7 separate regions of the Mus musculus genome follow, and regions 1, 3, 4, 5, 6 and 7 are each linked to region 2. Evidence: chromatin contacts called from public HiChIP or PLAC-seq, Micro-C and promoter capture Hi-C data. All regions are on one chromosome and are shown on one strand. Each heading gives the region's core, a stretch centred on a gene start, on an enhancer-like site or on the middle of the called end of the contact. The rest is flanking DNA. Distances are from core to core; before and after follow the strand shown. Region 1 holds the start of Tunar (Tcl1 upstream neural differentiation associated RNA). Region 2 holds the start of Bcl11b (B cell leukemia/lymphoma 11B). Region 3 overlaps Papola (poly (A) polymerase alpha). Region 4 has its middle 29 kb from the start of Gm32370. Region 5 has its middle 15 kb from the start of Gm19554. Region 6 overlaps Ak7 (adenylate kinase 7). Region 7 holds the start of AU015791 (expressed sequence AU015791).

Region 1 (2,779 bases), core at 49-2,548, 2.7 Mb after region 2:
CCTTGGAGCAGTTTGGAGATCCACCACCCAGCAATGACTGAACACTCACCAAACATCCAGTTCCCCCTGGTGACTAAGTCCGAATCCAGGTTGCACACATAGATGCTTATCTAGACCAAACAGGTCTCTTGCCTGCCTGCGTGTTAAGCCCGCTGCTGTTTCCCAGAGAGCCCAGGAAAACACCGGGTCTTGAAGGCACCTAGGCTGTTCAGAAGCCAGGTAGGGTTTGGGGACAGATTCCAGGCACTGGGTAGTAATTGGAGAGGGGGCTCGGAGGCAGCCTCGGAATCCTGTGAAGGGGCTTTGTTCCCGAGGCGAAAGGTCTGGCTTACCGAGAAGAGCATCCGGAGGCAGGTGGGGGGCGCGCAGGGCACGCAGCAGAGCCACAGCCCGGCCCGGGTCCGGGGAGCGGGAGCCAGAGGAAGGCGAGGAGAAGGAGGAGAGAGAGGTTGCCGTGGGTTCCTGCCTCATTCTCCCAAACAGCGCAGACCCACTGGCCGCCTCCGGCTGAGGCTGGCCGCCGGACACCGGAACCCAATCATGCTGTTCATGTCCCTGTCAGCGACTGGCGAGGTGTGCGCGAGGCTGGGTTGTCTGCAGGCGACACCCAGGGGCTCCTCATGCCCCACGCCTGGGCTCGGCGGGAAGATCTCGGAGGGTGGCTGCGCCCGGAAAAGGAGAGAAAGAAAGCGTGAGAGAGCACACTGAGCTGCGCCCCGCGGGGCTGGGGGCGGGCAGCACCGCGCGCCCCACCCACCGCGCTCTGCGCCCCGCGCCGCGCACCCGCCGGGCAGCCGAGCCCCAGAAACTTTAGCACATGGCCGGTCCGCCGGCCGCTGTGGCCCGAGCCGCCCCGCTAGTGGCGTAGTCCCCGCCTCAGCTCCAGATCGCAGCTTACCAGCAGCCACCGCAACCGCAGCGGAGGGTCGCCTACCTGGCGGTGCGGAGAGTGGTGCGGACCAGCGTGGGAGGAGAAGGGGGCGGCGACGTCGGGGTCCCCGCAGGGGAGGGGCAACTCCGCGGTGGCAATAGCCACCCTTAAGGCATCCAGGGAGGGGACTGAGAACCAGCTGAAGGGTCTGCAGGCTCCGATAGGGGAGTGTCAGTGCGTTCCCCGCCCCTCGGCGCAGATGCTGACGACGCGCGCGGGCTTCCCTGGCCCGGGTCTGCGGAGCTAGCCCTGTTACCTAGCGACTCGCTCCGGGAAGCCCACGCTGACGCGCTAGGAGCTGGGCTGCGGCAGAGGGGAAGGGCGGGGAGGGAAGGGGAGAGAAGAGGAGGGATAAGGAGGGGAATGAAAGAGGAGAGGAGGGGAGCTCTAGAGGGAGAGGGGGCAGGGGAAGCTGGCGTTGCCGGCAAAAGCTCCTCCCTCTACCTCCACGTCGCTGCTGGGGAGTGGGCCGGGGAAGACGTGGCCTCTGCCTGGTCCCGAGGATTTGGAACCGGCTCCTGGGTGAGGGTGGATGGAGGGAAAAGGGTGATGCAGGTTCCCCTGTGCTGGGGTTACAGCAGCAGGTGGCGGCTATGTGGCTCATGGAGGCCTGCCGCTCACAGGAATGCAGAGATGAGCCAGTGAATGTGGCCTTGGGCGTGTGGGTGTGTGTGAGACGCCCCCACCCACAAGGAGTATTTGGAGACCCAGGAACCTGGGTGAGAGAGGCGCCACCCCTTTCCTGGCCTGCCTCTCTTCTTCCTGGACATTTTGTTCTTGCGCTGTGCTCATCATGGAAGCTCTGGACTATCTCACCGAGCTCCTCCTACCTCTCGGGGAACCAGAGGATGGCTGCTAGGTAGTGACAGCTTTGTTCCTCACCCCTTGATGCCCGACCAGTGACCAGGTGTCTAGTTTCAGGAGGTCAAAGACCTGCCTCCATGTGCCTTCCTCCTTAAGGATTTGCGGCCTCTCAGGCCAGACTGGGCCTCAGGCCCAGGCATGCCCAAATCTTTACAGCTTATAGGACGTTTCAAAGTAACTTAACATCCTAACCAAAATAGTCATCCCCGAAGGTCATAGCTAAGAACTGACCCCTGGGGTACCTAAATCTGAACACGCGTTTTCTGTAAAGTGTACTGTAACTAGGTTTTCTGTAAGGTGTCTCTTGGTTCTCCAGAACCTTTCCAAAATGCACCCCTAAGGCCCACAAAAGAGTCCTCGTCAAAGCAGACAGGGACCACAGCCTCCAAAGACGGTGAGGCAAACTTTCAAATGCAGTGGGTACCTCTAGGTAGAACCCAGACCCTTGGATTCAGCTGGATACAAGGACTCTGCCATGTCTAAAGGACCCTCAAACCTGCCAAGATCCTGCCCCTTCCTTAATGCCCCAGAACAGGAACAGCTGCCACCTCCCTGAGGACCGACCCAGCCTCATCCTTCACTCCCTCCAAGGCTGCTGTTGTCCTGGCTGGGGTGACTATGAGGAGGTGGAGGCAGAAGACCGACCTTCCAGAGAATCACACCTGCCCAGGACCCACATCCCAATTCTTAAGCCAGTATCTCTGCAGCGAGGAGCCCCTCCCTCCAGGAGGACTTTGAGAATGGGGGTGGGGGAGGGGTCGCTGAGGTTTTTGTTGTCAGAGTTGGCCCCAAAACAGGGCTTTTTCTCTGTTCATTTATTCTTCTATATTGTTGAACCCACTACTAGCCCTTCCAAATAGAAACCAGCACCCTCCTCCCTACAGCATTTTATTTTTCAACAGAAAACGGCTGTCATTCCTAGCCCCTGGGGCAACAGTTATGTTCTGACATTTCTCAGCAAGACTGGGAGCAGCACCTCTGAGT
Region 2 (2,822 bases), core at 240-2,739:
ACGCCCACTTCTGGGTCTGTGAGTCCCAGACTTCTCCCACGTGGAGTGCCCCCCAACCCGTCCCTCTAGCGCGTGCTTCCCAAGGAGACTAGGGTGTGGGGGCGGGGCAGTGCTTGACCCCTAGGAGTTAATGGGGCCCAGAAGGGCGAAGAACCCTTCTGGAATGGGATTCAAACAAAATGTGCCCCCCCCCACTGTGCCCCTCAGTATCATTAATTTTGTTGTTTGAGACGACCAACCCCCAACGGTTTATATGGAGACACTTTTTTGGAAGTTTCTACAAAATGCTCCCCTCTCCAAATAAGTAAAACCAACTGTAACTACTTTTCTAGAGAGTGAAGGAAAACAATTTTATCTGTCGCCTCAGTCTCCCCCAGCCCGTGGTTTCCAGCCCTCTTTCTCGAGTGGGTGGGTTTGGACTTGCTTGGACTCAGTGTACCTCAGTTACTCACACAGCACTCCGCCCCCTTTCTCAGGGAGTCCGGCTCCCGGGGGAGGAAGAGTGAGTGGGGACAAGATTTTATTTTATTTATCCCCCCCCACCCTCTTTTGCGCTACCGGTGCTCGGTGATAAGACCAGCTTACAAAAACAGTAGTTTGCACGTGTGGCCGGCCGGCCTGGGTTGCGGGTGTGCGCACTGGCGAGTGTGTGTGAGTGCGCGCGCGCGTGTCTCGGTGTGTGCTTTCTTGTTCTCTTACAGGGTACAATGTTAAAAAGCCACCGCTAGTCGCCCCCAGTGCTCCGACTCTCTGGGTCTTTTTGTCTCTAGAGCAGATTAAACGTCACGTCCGCACTTGAACTTGAATTTTATCCCATTGTACAGAGGCAGCCCCAGCCACAGAGAGACCGAGAGCTCCCGGAGAACCCGGACTCCGCCATCTTCACGTTGCAATCTATAGCTCCCGTCCACGCCCGCACCGACCCGGGCGCACTGGGCGAGCCGCCCCGCAGCCCCGCTCCCCCTGGGCCCGCGGCGCCGGGCAGCGCTGGGGAGCGCACGCGGGGACCCGCAGCCCCTCCGGCCGGCGCCAGCCTGCCAGGTGACCCGGGAAGGAGCCGCTCCCGGAGTCCCCCAGAGCCTCGGAGGGGTCAGCCTCCGAGAAAGAAAAAAAGCAGGCAGCGCGCAGAAAACCCAGAAAGAGCCGAACCAAGGCAGCTTTTCATTGCTTTTGGGTTTTTGAGGGGGCGGGGTGAGGGGGTACGAGACAAGTCCCCAAGTTTTCTTTGCCTTTTTTTTTTTTTTGGCTTTTTTGAAATTTGTTTGCATTTTTTCCTCCCCCCTCCCCTTGGGTGGAAGTGCGCGTTCCACCTACCAGACCCCGAAAGAAAAGTGTCAGAGGCCGGTGCAAAACCCGGCGTAACTTCAAGAAGACATTTACAAGTCTAAGAGGCCAAGCACTTTGAAGAAGTGTGAGAGATATTTTTCCTCCAAAAGAATATATTTTTAAAGAAACCGGCCAGCCAGCGGCGAGCAACAGCAGTTTTATAATTTATTTTAGCCTTTTCTCTATTTTAGAGCAAGCCATCTTCCTGGCTTTTTCTTCTTTCTTTTTGCAAAAACAAAAACAAAAACACAGCCCAGAAGAAAGAGCAAAATAAAGACGAAGAAGAAGAAGAGGAGGAGGAAGAGGAAGAGAGGAAGGGCAGAGGCACCAACCCGGGCGGAGGAGGAGGCGCGGCGGCGGCGGCGGCTCAGACCCCCTCCCCGGCCCGCATCTGTGCAGCTTTCCGGGCGATGCCAGAATAGATGCCGGGGCAATGTCCCGCCGCAAACAGGGCAACCCGCAGCACTTGTCCCAGAGGGAACTCATCACGCGTAAGTGTCTGCCGCACGCGCGAAGGGCCGGCGGCTGGGGCTCCGGGCGCCCGGGGCTGGGGACACCAACCCGGGAGCAGCGGCCGAGCGTGGGGTTCTGGGAAAGTTTCTCTGCAGCCGGGGGCAGCCGCCGCGGGCTCCGGGCCGGGGAGGGGGCGCGCGGGCTTGCAGGCGGCTGTGCGCGCCGAGCCCGGCCGGACGCTCGGCCCTCCAAGCGGCGTGTGTGGCGGCGGCGGCGCTGGTGGCGGGGTTTGGAGAGGAGGGGGAGGGGGCCGAGGAGTGGAGGGGGAGGGGGAGCCGGGAAAAGTTGGCGAGCGCGTGGGTCCGCGCTCGGAGGAGCGGGCGGACGGAGCCCCGAGAGCGCCCTGGACCCAGGGACCCGCAGGGGAAAGGGATGGCCGCGGGCTTCGGGTTCCCGGTCGCTGCGCCCCGCCAGGCTGGGCGCCGACCGCGCCGCTGCTAGGATTCCGAAGCCGCCGTCCCCTCCCCTCCTCTCGCTATTTGCAAAAGAATCCAGCTGCGCAGCTGTTTGCTGTGCTGGAGCACCCCCTCCTCATTTCCCCACCTCCGTCTCCTGGGACGGTCTTGTCTTCTTTCCCCCCCCAACTCAAAAAAAAAAAAAAGGTGTGGGGGGGAGGTTTTGGGTTGGTGAAAAAAAAATCCCCGCCACGAGTTAACAAAAAAGTCATGAGTGGGGAAAAAAAAGGGATGCTCTTATAACAGTAAAAATGAAGAGAAAGAAAAAGGAAGGGGAGAAAATACCTATCATCCTCTTATCCATCTTTCTATCTCTGTATCTTTCATCTTCCCATCTAAATAAACAAGGCAGGTCGCGGTGCAAATCCGCCGGATTTCAAGCAAGTGGAGGGGCTTGCAAAGTCAGGCAGCAGGGCAGACTCTCAGCAGCTTCCACCGCCCCAGCTGGGTTCATTTAGAAAAGAAAACGCCAGCGCGAGCCGCGCAGGTACACAGTTCTCCCAGAGCCAGCCGGGTACCCGCGCTGCC
Region 3 (2,741 bases), core at 166-2,665, 2.2 Mb after region 2:
ACATTTTCAGGATTTACCAAAAATTATTTTGTAACTTCAAATAGAAATCTTAAAAATATATTTCACAAAATAAAGAACAAGAGAGAGAAAGATATTATTAATAAAATAACACTTAATTACTGTTGGGCCCAGTTTACCATACTAACTGCTCTAACAAGAAGTGGTGTCGGAGTGCCCTCGTGTGGAGGAAGCACTTACATTCACCTGAGACACACAGCTAGCATTTAGCAGTTATTTTCTGACACTCTAAATTATAAAATTAACTATATAACTGAACAATAATTTAACTCAACTTTTAGGGAATTAAAAAAAATTGTATCACAAATTTTATTACAAGGCATCTTTAATATTCCAAAATACAGAGATGAATCATAAAATGTTTCATGAGACGTTTCCACACAGGCATAGAAGTTGAGAGCATTTATTAGTCTCACATTAGTCTCAGCCAGCTTCAGCAACAGTTAAGTCAAAGCCAATCTACTCCTTCCTGTGGCCTTCAACCAAGGATTATTCTGAAGCGAAACTGAAGCTGCTCCCAATTATCTGTGATTACCTCAAATACGTGGCCCTGCTGTATTTAGACACTACCCTCCGCAATAAAGGCCCTCCCTCAATCACAGGACACAAGATACATTCTCTAAAAACAGCGTAACTGGGGTGGTCTGACTGGTTTATAAATCCTTTCACAACTGAATAAAAAAACTCTACTCAAAAAAACACTTTCAAAGCCAACCCCACTGGGGCGCCATGGCTGCAGGCACGTAATCAATCAGTGCAGCAGAGTGGGAAACATGTGGTGGAGGAACACAAGCACACTCCTCATTCGATGACCTCTTGGCTACTGAGGCTGAGGGAAAGCATACAGACAAACAACTTTGAGAAACTGAGTAGAACACTGGTGTTGGCAGAGTATGGCAGAGTGTGTTTCCCACAAGCACTGAGACTCTAAGCCACAGGTGAGTACACGGCTGGCAGCTAGCTCAGCGCCTCAGGTAATCTAGTTAGTACATGCTATGAGGAGACACTGATTTTTGGGTCAACGTTTGACCTACACTTTGGTTTAAGTTTAAAAGGATTCAAGAAGAAAAATAAAGAAGGTGAAGGTTTGTGAATTAGCAAGACAAGACTGCTTGTGTGCATATGGAACTGTCCCAGCCAACACTAACGCTAGTCAATTACTCTAAGGAGTTATTGACTGTCTACAGAATAACTAAATAAAATCAATACTAAAAACTAAACTGAAAAAGAAACACATCTTAAAAATTAAAAATATCAGGGAGCCAAAGGCAGTTCAGGAGCACTTAAGCTAAGCACCATAGTGAATGAATAAATACAATGAAAATCTCTCTGAGCCTTGCACACAGGTCCGGAACACTGTTTGTTCTTTGTTTCACTCTCAGCCTTTGACCTATAAATAAACATTTATGTCATCACACACAACAGTGAGGATCTGAACGATCTGCGGTGTAAGGGAAGACCTACAGCTGCCTCCATTCCCTTTGCCGGCGCCTCACCAGAGCTCAGGATAGTCTCAGCCCCACCAGTTTGAGGGGCCAATGTATGTCACAAGTCAGAGCTCGACAGAGCTTCCTACCAGCTCAGAGCAATGGCTCCAAATCAATAGTCTGCCTGCCTTTAACTTTAAACTACAGAAAACTTACAGACTTTAACTACTTCCACAAACAAAAATTTAATAGTCTAGCATGAGCCTTCATTTGAAATCAATATACCACTCTAATATCAAAACCACTGAGCAAACTCTCCATGCTTGTTTTACACTTAGTACCTGAGAGGCCAACAGAGAAGCCGATGCCGGAACAGTTTCTGATTGAACCGCACTTGTCTCCAGATCAACTTGTTCCTGGGAAACAAAGGATGGGGAGAGGGGAAGAGACACTTTTTTAAAAAAGAAAAAAAAAAAAAAAATCAAAGAGCATAAATGGGTGTGGTGGCTAATAAAGAAGACAAACTAGCAACAGGAGGGTAGAGAAAGATGTACCTACATTATATCACAAGTCATCCAGCCCTGTTATAATCTATTGCTCCATTTCAGATACAAATTGTAGGGCATGACCAAAGTATCTCACAGTTCCCAAATTGCTCTAACTTGGATGTTTTAACAAGTACTAATTAAAGGTATGCACAGGCACTTTAGAAAATGTTACCTAGATAATAATTCACAAAACATAAAACCAAAGAATGTCCTTAACTATGTGGGGGAAATGCATAACATTAGTAAATAAAAACTATTCAGAGGCACAAAAACTGCCCCACATTAAAGTAATTAAAGTAGCAAACAGCTGTAAATTGTCCTTTTCTTATGGTCTCTATCTACTGCCCTCCTCTGTCCAATAATCAATGCCCCAATTAGTGAGCAGACAACAGAGCGACAACTGTGTCACCCCACAGCAGCTTCACTCGCATACAGAAAACACACAAGCAGAGGAAGATACAGGTAAAAGCATATTTCTAAACTGTGAACACAGGAACCATCACTGCTTTCCCTACAAACTGCACAGGGTTAACAAGAATGGGAGAAGTGGAGTCTTTCACAGGGACTGTTTGGAATATGTATCAAGTTCTTAAAAATGTATTAAATAAGCAGAGCTGAATGGCAGATATTTACAATACTCCAATGCTGCAGTGGGAAGGTGCAAATTGTTTTTAATGGAAACAGTTGCTGACAATAAGTAACTAGTAAGGTGTGATTAAAAAAAATTCCAATACAGTCAATATGCAGA
Region 4 (2,700 bases), core at 161-2,660, 2.1 Mb after region 2:
CTAGCAACCGCTGACACATCTGGTCATGACTGTTACTGATTAATGCTATCGGTGAGGGGCTGGTTGGTGCCTCTCTAACTCCATGCTTCTTTGAACCCCCCACCCCCACCCCAATTCTCACCTTGAGTCTTTCCATGCCATTATACAAAGTCAGAGCTTCTCCTGAACTTCTGATTGGCCAACAGTCCTCTTTTCTCGAGGCTCAGTGTGATGTTTGCTTTCATTGAGGGCAGGAGTAATCACGGAGTTCAGATCAGATAAAAATGATCTAGGTGTTTCCTCTGTTGTAGGGGCCACCCTTGGGGTGTCACCTCCCCTTTCACTGATGTTCACCCAACACAAGAAGCAGCAGTGTGAAGTAACTGTCTCAGAAGGCACAGAGAGGGCAGGTGACTTGCCTGAAGACACAAGATCGGGAGTAGCAGGGGCGACTGAGTCTTTCATTATTTCACATCTGAGGAGAGGTAGGCCCCCTTCAGGGGTCAGGTTGCCTTAGAAAAACCTACATAGGAATAGCACACCCCTCTACACTCAGGCCTCCCGGTTGCAAACAGAAAGACACCTGTATCCCAGCAGGAGATACACAGCATCGCAGACCAACAGTACTATCTGCCCTCACATTCTCTCAGTGTTGAAGGGTCTCCTGCCACCCCTTTCCAGTCTGGGGTCCTCTCCCGCCTCCTGCTATAAGCCCATTTAGACTGAGCATACCTTCTGCCCTGACACCCGCTCTGTTTAGGCCACATGGAATCATACCTTCTTCTCTCTGAGCCTGGCCATGTCGGGTCCCAGCCCCCACCCGTATTTAAGGAGCTGGTCTGTGCTGATCTTTGAGCTCCAGGTCTCAGATGAGTTCACCCCCAGGATAGTTGAACAGAGGTTTACTCTGTTCTGTCGTCAATTGGGACAAGTCCTTGTTCTCTCCGGGTGCTTCTGCACCACGGAATGCAGGGAATTCAGGAACAACTCTTTGTCTTTTTAAGGGCTTCTTCCGATAAGATCACCTTGCTCCACGGAGAAACCCTAAGAGGTAGGGTTCTTGCTTCCTTGGGCCCATACTTCTTTCTTTGTCTCCCAATGAGAAAACGGACCAGAGATGTGATGCTTGTCCTAGATACACAGCTAGGCGGTTGGCAAGAACGGGCTGGGACCACACAAAACCACAGCCCCTTCAGGAGCCAAGGACAGATGAGATGCTTCCCAGGCTCAGGTTGCTTCTCTTCCGTGGCCAGTCACCTGCGCCCCCGAGGGGTGTGGCCTGGGCCGGGGGGCGTGTCCTCCCGCCGTACAGTTCATCCCCCCCCCCCCCCCCCCCCACGACTGCCTGCAGCCTCGCAGCCAGCTGCCCTCCGCCTCTGCAGATTCCAAGCTTCTCTGCGAACTGGCGAACTGGCACCTAATCATGGCCATCTGCGCGCAGAGCGAGTCTTGGCTACCTCGTGATGCCTCTCCACTTGCAAGTTTTCAAAGTGACGCCGGGTTCTCGGTGCTTGCAAAAATGTCAGCTTCTGACACATCCAATCGAAACTGAAAATAGGGAAAGGTTTCGGGTAAACTGAGAGGCGCTGGGTTGGTTTTCCTCTTGGCTGAAGGGAGGTGGCTTCTCTTCTAGTCTTCTCTAAAATGCAAAGGGCTCTCTCTCTCTGTCTCCTCTCTTGGCATCTGAACAGGGATTTCCATCTTCGCCCGGGTTGTTCTCCAGGGTCCCCAATTGCTCATCGGGCTGTGGCTGATGTTGTGATGATGTGGTCCACTTTCTCCACTAGGTAGTCCCAGTTGTAAGAAGGGACAGATAGGGAGTGACAACCTGTATGGAGCTGACATCTGACCTACTGTGCTCTCTTTCAACCAAAGCAGCCATTTTCCTTTCCTCCACAGAGGTGAGGGAAAGGGGTATGGCAAGAGGGACCACCAGGCACCTGTCAGTGAATGTTGGGGCTGGGATTTGACCCAAATATTCTGTCACCTCCAGCAGATCATGGGTGACATGGGCTCAGGGGTTCTCATAGGAGCCAAGGGAAGAACAAGAGAGGCTGGGAGGGGTTTGGAGCAGGAAGGTTGTCTTAGTTAGGGTTTCTATTCCTGCACAAACATCATGACCAAGAAGCAAGTTGGGGAGGAAAGGGTTTATTCAGCTTACACTTCCACATTGCTGTTCCTCACCAAAGGAAGTCAGGGCAGAAACTCACATAGGGCAGGAACTTGGAGGCAGGAGCTGATGCAGAGGCCATAGAGGGATGTTTCTTACTGGCTTGCTTCCCCTGGCTTGCTCAGCTTGCTTTCTTATAGAACCCAGGACTACCAGCCCAGGGATGACACCACCCACAATGGCCCTTCTCACCCTTGATCACTAATTGAGAAAATGCCTTATAGCTGGATCTCATAGAGGCATTTCCTCAAGGGAGGCTCCTTTCTCTGTGATAACTCCAGCGTGTGTCAAGTTGACACACAACAGCAGCCAGTACCAAGGATCATGGGCCAAGTTGCTTCGGGAGACTGTGTGGTTGTGTTAGGTGTTTGTGGAGACCCAGGGTGCAGGCACACAGATCTGGGTGCTCACTTTCGAGGGAGATGCATCCCAAACAAGGGACAAAGGCTTGGTTAGTTAAAGTCAGCAACCATGGCCAGCCTGAACACAGACAGACCCGCCCCTGTTCTGCTCTGGCCCTCTCTCCCCTCCTCCACCCACAGTGCTCAGGG
Region 5 (2,838 bases), core at 161-2,660, 2.1 Mb after region 2:
CCCAGGTGAGGTCTCCATTCATCATGAGCCTCCCTGAGCTTCCACCACTCCATAATGTTCTCAGGGTTGGTCACACAGAACCAATGTCCCCCAGGAGGGTCACGGGGACACTCAATGTCCTGGTTACACCTAGGGTCATTTATATCCTTTGGGTCTCAGCTCAAATGTCACATCACTGCAAAGTCCCCTTGTCTCCCAGGTCAGGGCCTTCTGGCTTGTGCAACTCCCCCACCCCCACCCCCACGACTGCCTTGCCCAGACCCTCTGCTCCTCTGCAATTTTTTGATTAATTTGTATCACTTGTTGCCTGAACACCTTCTCCACATAAAGCAAGTCCCTTTAGCCAGGGCCTTGCTGTTTAGTATTCTCATCACCTCGGAGCCTGTTACATGATAGACAGCCAGGAAATATCCATGGGGGCGGGGGGGGGGGGGAATGAATGAGCAAATGGATGAATTAATGAATGAGATTGTCCTTTCCAAGTGATGTGTTTATAAAAAGATGAGAGAAAGAATATGTTCTGTGTGTGTGTGTGTGTGTGTGTGTGTGTGTGTGTGTGTGTGTGTGTGGTATGGGGGAAGGGGATGTCTCAGCAGGCCCATGCCAAGGTATCCCTTCCCCTTGAGGGACCAGTCACATGACAACGGTACAGTACAGAATAGAGTTTATTCAGGGCATGGGAGGGGAGTTAAGAGAGTAGTAGAGGCAGAGAAAAGCAGAGAGAGAGAGAGAGAGAGAGAGAGAGAGAGAGAGAGAGAGAGAGAGAGAGAGAGAGAGAGAGAGAGAGAGAGAGAGAAGTAGAGGAGTAGAGGCCCGCCATAAGCACGTGGGGGGCGGGGAGGAATGGGGAAGAGGGGCGAGGGGACAGAGCGGGATCAAGAAGGAAAGAACAAGAAGGCAAGAGCCCAAGAGAACAAGAAAGGAACAAGAGAGAGAAGAAGGGGCAAGCAGCCCCTTTTATAGTGGATCAGGCCTACCTGGCTGTTGCCAGGTAACTGTGGGGGTGCAGTTTAGCCAGAATGCTAACACCGAGGTTCTGATGACTTGTGGATGTCATCAGTGATGAGACTGGGCAGTCTCCTGTAGGACCAGTGCGAGCTTACCTAGGATATAGGCTTGATCCTTGCCAGATCCTCTCCGCTCTAGCCTAAGTCCTTACTGAGCGGGAGTTTCTCCCGCTCGCCCGCCCCGGGCCTCACATCCACCAGCCCGCTATCCTCTTCAACCAGACCCGTATCTCCTTTGGAGTTGTAATTAAAATAACATATTCACCAGCTGTTTTTTTTTTTTTCCTCTAGATTTAATCTGCCCGGGCTCTGATTTGCATAGTAAAAGCACTAATTAGCCCCTCTGAGTGCTTGGGCACGGAGAGGGCAGTAACTGGTCACATCGTCCCTGCAGACGGGTTCCCAGTGCTCTGGGCAAGGATCCGGTGGCGGCCAAGCCCTGGGCATGCGCAGGCAGCCTTTGTTTCCCAGTATTTGGGGACTGGGAGGCTACTGGGCTTCTTCCTCGTGGCTCGCCTTCTCTTTGAAGTGTCTTGTTTGATCTGTTTGCTTGTCTGTCAATTTTGTTTTAATTCCTTTGGAGTGTGTATGTTTGAACCTTCCTGGCCACCCCGGGGCTCAGAGTCCCAGAAAGTGGAGCTAGCCTTCAACCTCCATGACAACCATGAGCAGCCATAAATCCCCAGCCCACAGGGCTGTGTCCCTTCCCAAAGCTGCCCCCAAGGTAGAGCGGGGGCAGTTCCAGCCTGTTGGTCCTTTTAAATTATATCGTTACTGGAACCATTCAAAGGAATAGCTAATTGCTGTTGTTATTATTTCCTTAAAAATAAATTGGGTGCTGTGAGGAGGCGACCATAAAAGCCGCCAGCCTGTGAAGAGAGGTTCTAACAGACCCGGAGGCAGGTAGCATCAGCATCCCTCCTGAAGTAGCTGGGATTTTCTGCGACTTCCAGACTGAGCCATTAGATGAGGAATGTGCCTACCCAACCTGTGGCTACAGGAGGGAAACTGAGGCCTAAGCATTGCAGGAGCTAGCGACAGCCGGCCATGGTAACAGCTGGGGTCCCAGAATCTCATAAATTCCAACCCAAGATCTGCTATCCTTCCTCCCCCAGTCCCCCACCCACCCCGCAATGCACACTCACTACTTCCAGACCTCAGGCTCTCCCAGGCAAACAGCAAGAACTGGGCCACAGTGAAACAGCCAGGTAGGGATGGTGCTGGCCCCAGGGGACCAAGCCAACCCTGACGAGAATGAAGCCAAGCGTTCAGCACTGATGGAATGCAGGAGCAGTCTGCAGATCCTGAGCATGGGGGCCTAAGATGACTGCCATACACTCGGTGGCCACCCACCCAGGGACCGTGCCAGCCCTCCTCGAGGCATCCCTCCCTCCACCCATCCTCACCTGATGTGTCCAAGAGGTCACATCTAACTGGGATTGTGACTCCAGTGACCTCCTGCCTGGAGTGTCAGCCAGGCTGAAAGCTTCAAGGTCAAGTGTACAGCACCGAGGTGTGGGGCCAGTGGGGGAAGGAGGCAGTGCCAGGATGCGCTTTGTGGAGACAAGGGGGACGTTCTTGACTCTGGGGCAAATCACTAGAAACCCAAGGAAACCAGGTCAGCTAAAAACTTATGTCATGTGGTCCAGACAGGAACAGCACAAGAGAGGAAGGGCCAGCAGACAGTGTGTGTCCTGGATCAGATGTCGGGGAACTCGGCAGAGGCAGGCACTCCAGCCTAAGCTGCTACTGCAATAGGTGGTAGGGTGATGGTGAGGTGATGGTGAGGTGATGGTGAGGCTCTGGTGAGGTGATAGTGAGGTGATGATGA
Region 6 (2,700 bases), core at 101-2,600, 2.3 Mb after region 2:
CATTGCAACCCATCTTATCTGAGACAAAGGGGAAAAGAAATGGGTTGTTCAGCAGTGTACCCCAAGCCCTTTCTTTCCCAGGGCTGTTTCTCGGCTGACAGGGTCTCTAAGTGATGAAGCTACACTCGTGATCAGAAGTGTGGAGACATGGGGTGGATAATGAATGCTTCATCAGACACACTTCCGGGACACGCCACACATCAGGGAGGCCTCTTACCCTGCGAGGTCAACAACATGAATGGCCGGAATGCAATTGGTCCCATCTCCAAACACGGGTAGTGCGGGGACCTCGCCCAGCCAGGCCATCTGAAAGAGACGGGCAGGGGGCGTTTGCCCCAGCATGTGTTTCTCAGGGGGCTCCAGAAGCGCCACCGCGCACGCGCATGCCTGGCCTCTAGTTGTCCCTCTTGGGTCCCCTTCTCTCAGACTTTAATACAGTCAGCCCCATAAAAAAAATCTAATTGTCAACGCTTAGATCTCATCTTAACAATCTGCAGTATTTGACCCTACAGGCAACTCCGTTTTTTATGGGGTTTTTTGTTTTGTTTTGTTTGTTTGTTTCTGATAGACTCTTCCTGGTCACCATTGGCAACACTGCCTGCCATTTCTCTTTGTCCCTCCTGGGTCTCCCTCCCATTTCCCGTATCCTCCAGATCCTGTGGGTCCCAGTTCTCAGTCCTCCTGTGTGTGGACTCTCCAGGTGGCACAGTGGTGCCCATGGTTTAGATGCCTTCCTCACGCTCAGACCTCATGCCGACTCCTCACGCTGACTGACTCCTCATGCTGACTGACTCCTCACGCTGACTGACTCCTCACGCTGACTGACTCCTCATGCTGACTGACTCCTCACGCTGACTGACTCCTCACGCTGACTGACTCCTCATGCTGACTGGTCTTACCAGAGATACAGGCTTGATCTCCTCCCTCCTCGACTTTCTTTTTTATCATTTTTTTTTTTTAAATTTTCACCTTTCCTTAAAGCATAGCTGTGAAAAGACAGCCAGATATGTTTATGAACTTTCTCTTTAAATTTAAAGTTCTTACTATGTGAGGGAGCGAGTGTGTGTAGCGGTATGTGTCAAAGTACAAGTGTGACTTGGTTCTCCTACCATCACCCACTGAGGACTGAACCCAACCCTCTCATCCCCTCCCTCCTCTCCCCTTCCCCTCCCCTCCCCACCTCCCCTCCCCTCCCCTCCCTCTTCTCCCTTTCCCCTCCCCTCCCCACCTCCCCTCCCCCTCCCCCTCCTTTCTCTTTGTTCTCTGAGACAGAGTTTTACCATTGTCTTCTAGGCTGATCTCAGTCTCTCTCAGTCCTGCCTTTGCAGGCTGGCACCCCCTGCCTTATAAAACACAGTTGGAGAATGCACACAGTGGGCTGACAGATGGCTCAGCAGGTAAACACTTTCCAACAGGGACTCCACCAAGCTGTCCTCTGACTCGTGTATTGGAGCTGAGGCGTGTGCAGGCCCCAGCATACACATAATATACATGTATATAGTAGTAGTAGTAATAATAATAAATCAAATAAATGCCAACAAAGAATCCCCAGAGTCTCAGGCCCCGAGTGAGGTTGAAGGCAGGGACATGGGGTGAGGAAGTGGCTACTTTGTAACCTAACTTGAAAGTGAAATTAAAAATGAAGAAAGTAGAGTCTACTTAGTCCTTGGAAAAAACCAGACCTTAAAAAACGTGTGTAAGATGCCTCCTTCTGCTCCATACTGAAGTCCTGAGGCGACTACATAAGTTGCGAACTTTTTGGCCTAAATGGATAAAATACAGAGAAGGGGGGGTGGAGAGAGCGAGGGAGAGGAAGGATATAACATTAGTTATATTGAAGCAGACTTAGTAAGTTAAACGGACACCGTTACAGACTCTGCAGTCTTTTTTTTTTTTTTTTTTTTTTTTTTTTTGGTTTTTCGAGACAGGGTTTCTCTGTGTAGCCCTGGCTGTCCTGGAACTCACTTTGTAGACCAGGCTGGCCTCGAACTCAGAAATCCGCCTGCCTCTGCCTCCCGAGTGCTGGGATTAAAGGCGTGTGCCACCACGCCCGGCTTGACTCTGCAGTCTTTTCTGGGCTCTTTAGTTAGACACTGCTTAGGGCTGAGACAGGGTCCCTTATTGGAGAAGAAAAAACTGCATGAAATACAGAAATGTTCCCAGCCACCACTGACATTTAATGGGAATGAAGAACTAAATTAAGGCAGAGCTGTTCCTTGTGACAACACCTGTGAACTCTACGTTGGCCCCGAGGGGAAGGGAAGCTGTGAAAACAGGTCCTTCTAGAAGGATCTTCAGTCACCTTTCAGTCACCTATCACAGGGCTCACATGACTGTGAAGCTCAGGATCCGGTGGGGGTTTGCTTGGTTTGTTTTGAAACAGGGTCTCACGTAGCCCAGGCTAGCCTTGCACTCATTATGTAGCAGAGGATGACTTCTGCTTGGTGAGTGCTAGAGTCACAGCTGTGTGCCACCACCCCTAGCTTATGTGGGGCTGAGGATCAAACCGAGGGCTTTGTGCATGTTGGGCAAGCAATCTAGCAACTCAGCTATGGCCCCGGACCCTGTACCAGGTCTCAGTACGAGGGTTTTAATTGACATAAATGCTCTATTCTGCCCGGAGATGAAGTCATTGTGGTCTTGGTGACACTTCGTGGTGACCAAGCTGGCCTCAGTGGTAAGTGCCTAATGAAGCTGCTC
Region 7 (2,800 bases), core at 240-2,739, 2.5 Mb after region 2:
GAAGAGCTGCCAGGTTCTCTGGACTGCACAGGACTGAATGGGGACCAGAAAGGTAGGTTCAAAGGAGACAGATCCGGTGCGGACACAGAGCCTCCTCTGAGGATCTGAGGACCACGGAATGAGCGTTGAAGACTTAAATGGCGTGCTTCTGGTTCTGGAAGGTTCCAAGTACTAATTAGAAAATGCCTCTCTGAGAGACAGTCGAAGGAGCTCTTCCAATTGCTATTTGATCGGGAGGCCAAGGTCACAGATAATCTCAAAGATGCTGCTTAGGACTAATAATTCCAAAACTTTTCATTACAGGAAGACAGGTCCCTTCTCAGAATATTCCCTGCGAGATTATTCCAGCATGCAGAGCTTCCCAGATTATAGGGAGAAAATACTGCAAACGCAGCAACAATTATGTGACACCCCCGCCCACTCCATCCACCCCCACACCTGAGAGCCACTCCACACAGACTCACTTGTATTCCCGAAGCAGATCACAGGCAGATTATAAATAAAACCTGCCAGGGGCACCGTGTCCGTGTCAAGTTTTATGGGCGACCACGCTTGGGGCTGAGTGAACCGTCCTGCTCAGTGTGATGCATCCTTGGGAATTCCAGTTTGGGGCGTGGCTGTTGCAGAGAAATGTGTGCTCTCAGAACACCACACCAACTTGAAGAAAGAAAGTCCAACAATATGTGGACTTGGGGTATCTTACATTTCACAGTCTATAAGGAGAAGCAGCAGCCACGCTGTGCACTGGACCTGAGGGACACATGGGACCCAGCGCCTATTTGATACTCACCCCACCCTCCTTGGCAAGAGGAAACTGAGGCTCACGTATAACCAAAGGCACAGTGCCTTCGTGGAACCCCAGGATCTGCATTCAAACAGCAAGTTTTCTGTGTAACCTGGAAAGCCCAGGGAACATAGCACACAGCACCTGAACATGTCACATGTCACCTTAGAACCCTGCTCTGAGCTTCTTCCTTATATGATGGTGTGTGACCAAGACCCCGAGCCTGCCCTGAACTCCAGCTTTAGTCTGCTGCCCCACCTTTCCCTTGGTACCAGACACCAGTCTTGTCCACAGTGACTACCCGTCACAGCAGGGCTGGGGAATATTCTGTCTAGTTGGTGTCCACTTGTTACCCAGGATAGGAACCTCCGCTGAGGGTCCTCTGCTTCAGGTCCTGCCTCCAGATTCCTGTCTTGGCTTCCTTCAGTGATGACTACCATTTGGAGCTGTAAGATGAAGAAAAACAAAACAAAACAAAACAAAACAAAACAAAACAAAACAGCCACTCCCCACACCCAACCCCAAGTTGCTTCTGGTCAGGGTTTTATCCAAGTAACAGGGAAGCCAAACCGAACAGGAGCTGCTGTCCCAGAAGGTGTCCGTGAACCCCAAAAGATCACCAGGAAGCCGACTCCGATGCAATCACACTAGGGTCTTTAGTTACAAGTGTGAGCTTGGGTTATATCACCCTCTCTGATGCAGCAGAACAGGAGGGTGCAGCCCTGAGCTCTCAGCGGGACAAGGCTTTATAGGAAATGACCAGCAAGAGGGAGGAGATCAGCCTAGCAAGTGTCTAATTTTATGACTATTGTAAGCCAACAGGTGGGTGCTCTGAAGCAAAACCGTGAACAATCACAAATGGTCTGTAAGTACATCTGAAACAATCAGACTAATCTCTGATTGACTCTTTCGAGGAAATAGCTAGGGAGTAACTCTGGGGTATGGGCCAAGGACAAAGCACAGGGTCTTTCCTGTGCTTGGTTACAGCTTGGGTTTAGCTGCAGGTCAATTTCTAGGGCTTTTTTTTTTTTTTTAAATTGAACTCAGGACCTCTGCTCACTCTGGTCCAAGGATTTATTTATTATATGTAAGTACACTAGCTGTCTTTAGACACACCAGAAGAGGGTGTCAGATCTCATTATGGATGGTTGTGAGCCACGATGTGGTTGCTGGGATTTGAACTCAGGACCTTTGGAAGAGCAATCAGTGCTCTTAATCACTAAGCCATCTCTCCAGCCCTTCAGGCTTTTTTCTTTTTTTTAAAGATAGAGTCCGGTCCCCAGATGGAGTAGGTTTGGCTTCTGTGAGCCATCTCCAGTAGCAGGGGTCAGAGACTGTGCTCACATGGAACTGCAGAAGAGGCACACTAAGAAACCCATCACCCTTGAAACCAGTCACCACATCTACAACGAAGACTGTGGCTGTGCAACTGAGAGAAGCCAAGAGTCCCTGAGCACCTGCGTGCCCACAGTTTCCATTTCCGAGTGCCACAGTTACCTGGTACTGGGATTCAAATATCCCACCCAAGGTCAGGCTCTTCCCACAGACGGGTGGAGGGTACCCTAGCCCTTCAGGGGAGCGCTGTGATTGGACAGTGTAAGACCCACTCCATTTACTTAGGGATGAGAGACACAAGACTCATTCAAGTTTGGAGGTGCAACATTGTATAGCTTTAGTTACAGACATGAGCTCCCAGCGGCAGCCCCTTCTGGCCTGTGTGGTCACTTCCTCCCTTTGTCAATGTATATGTGGACATTTCCAGGCTCCTCATTTCCCACGCCCACACCTTAGCCACACCCACTTCCAGGCTGGGCAATCACCACCCAACTGGTCACTGCTTTGAGTGAGCACTGCCCGACTGCTTTGCCTACCCCTTGCTGAGATCTCAGAAACAAGAAAGCTTCCTTGGTAGCCGGGTGCACCGCATCTGTCACAGCTCCAAGTTGACTTGTTTTGGCAACAGTCTGATAAAGTTTCTAAATATGGTGGAGGAGGGGGTTTCCATGGATCCAGTTG

What was found. Promoter capture Hi-C pulls out the DNA fragments that hold promoters and counts their contacts. A called contact is a pair of places that touch in the nucleus more often than the background predicts. HiChIP or PLAC-seq counts read pairs in DNA pulled down with a chosen protein or histone mark.
Region 1: a contact with region 2 is called in an H3K4me3 HiChIP or PLAC-seq map of embryonic stem cells, with 7 times the contacts expected there. The contact joins the promoter of Tunar here to the promoter of Bcl11b in region 2. A contact is called at or near these places in 1 of 39 promoter capture datasets (liver) and 1 of 115 datasets of contacts at active chromatin or transcription factors (embryonic stem cells).
Region 3: a contact with region 2 is called in a Micro-C map of palatal mesenchyme, with 6 times the contacts expected there. The contact joins the enhancer-like site here to the promoter of Bcl11b in region 2. A contact is called at or near these places in 10 of 39 promoter capture datasets (the 3T3-L1 cell line, 3T3-L1-derived adipocytes, embryonic stem cells and 7 more), 42 of 484 Hi-C or Micro-C datasets (B cells, the HL-1 cell line, LSK cells and 27 more), 9 of 115 datasets of contacts at active chromatin or transcription factors (SST interneurons, T-cell acute lymphoblastic leukemia, astrocytes and 6 more) and 1 of 9 other capture datasets (embryonic stem cells).
Region 4: a contact with region 2 is called in an H3K4me3 HiChIP or PLAC-seq map of forebrain, with 42 times the contacts expected there. The contact joins the enhancer-like site here to the promoter of Bcl11b in region 2. A contact is called at or near these places in 2 of 39 promoter capture datasets (embryonic stem cells and hippocampal neurons) and 5 of 115 datasets of contacts at active chromatin or transcription factors (SST interneurons, T-cell acute lymphoblastic leukemia, acute myeloid leukemia and 2 more).
Region 5: an H3K4me3 HiChIP or PLAC-seq map of embryonic forebrain shows a contact between it and region 2, with 25 times the contacts expected there. The contact joins the enhancer-like site here to the promoter of Bcl11b in region 2. A contact is called at or near these places in 5 of 39 promoter capture datasets (the 3T3-L1 cell line, embryonic stem cells, hippocampal neurons and 1 more) and 6 of 115 datasets of contacts at active chromatin or transcription factors (SST interneurons, embryonic forebrain, embryonic hindbrain and 3 more).
Region 6: an H3K27ac HiChIP or PLAC-seq map of embryonic stem cells shows a contact between it and region 2, with 7 times the contacts expected there. The contact joins the enhancer-like site here to the promoter of Bcl11b in region 2. A contact is called at or near these places in 2 of 39 promoter capture datasets (embryonic stem cells and hippocampal neurons) and 3 of 115 datasets of contacts at active chromatin or transcription factors (T-cell acute lymphoblastic leukemia, embryonic forebrain and embryonic stem cells).
Region 7: a promoter capture Hi-C map of embryonic stem cells shows a contact between it and region 2, with 8 times the contacts expected there. The contact joins the promoter of AU015791 here to the promoter of Bcl11b in region 2. A contact is called at or near these places in 2 of 39 promoter capture datasets (embryonic stem cells and pre-B cells).

The regions. Positions count from the first base shown.
Region 1 is chr12:105,335,113-105,337,891 of GRCm38.p6, reverse strand. Tunar (Tcl1 upstream neural differentiation associated RNA) reads right to left here and starts at 1,298. Exons shown (of 3, transcript NR_045047.1): 1 at 935-1,298; 2 at 333-662.
Region 2 is chr12:108,002,081-108,004,902 of GRCm38.p6, reverse strand. Bcl11b (B cell leukemia/lymphoma 11B) reads left to right here and starts at 1,489. Exons shown (of 4, transcript NM_001079883.1): 1 at 1,489-1,817. The coding sequence starts at 1,760.
Region 3 is chr12:105,833,830-105,836,570 of GRCm38.p6, reverse strand. It overlaps Papola (poly (A) polymerase alpha), which reads right to left. Exons shown (of 22, transcript NM_011112.4): 21 at 1,787-1,861. Among named protein-coding and RNA genes, the nearest start is that of Papola, 51 kb to the right of the region's middle. Within about 2 kb of position 1,415, at least 16 of the 459 cell types and tissues checked have an H3K27ac peak or open chromatin away from gene starts, as enhancers often do. A contact at or near this core is called in liver and palatal mesenchyme, where this site is marked.
Region 4 is chr12:105,934,286-105,936,985 of GRCm38.p6, reverse strand. No RefSeq gene overlaps it. Among named protein-coding and RNA genes, the nearest start is that of Gm32370, 29 kb to the right of the region's middle. Within about 2 kb of position 1,410, at least 21 of the 459 cell types and tissues checked have an H3K27ac peak or open chromatin away from gene starts, as enhancers often do. A contact at or near this core is called in SST interneurons, forebrain and hippocampal neurons, where this site is marked.
Region 5 is chr12:105,883,458-105,886,295 of GRCm38.p6, reverse strand. No RefSeq gene overlaps it. Among named protein-coding and RNA genes, the nearest start is that of Gm19554, 15 kb to the left of the region's middle. Within about 2 kb of position 1,410, at least 15 of the 459 cell types and tissues checked have an H3K27ac peak or open chromatin away from gene starts, as enhancers often do. A contact at or near this core is called in embryonic forebrain, where this site is marked.
Region 6 is chr12:105,732,496-105,735,195 of GRCm38.p6, reverse strand. Ak7 (adenylate kinase 7) reads right to left here. Exons shown (of 18, transcript NM_030187.1): 6 at 1,683-1,763; 7 at 218-306. Among named protein-coding and RNA genes, the nearest start is that of Ak7, 28 kb to the right of the region's middle. Within about 2 kb of position 1,350, at least 43 of the 459 cell types and tissues checked have an H3K27ac peak or open chromatin away from gene starts, as enhancers often do. A contact at or near this core is called in embryonic stem cells, where this site is marked.
Region 7 is chr12:105,512,122-105,514,921 of GRCm38.p6, reverse strand. It overlaps AU015791 (expressed sequence AU015791), which reads right to left and starts at 1,489. Exons shown (of 5, transcript NR_102381.1): 1 at 1,355-1,489; 2 at 1,151-1,230; 3 at 791-896; 4 at 465-617; 5 at 1-171. Gm40565 (a long non-coding RNA gene) reads left to right here. Exons shown (of 3, transcript XR_872958.2): 3 at 304-510.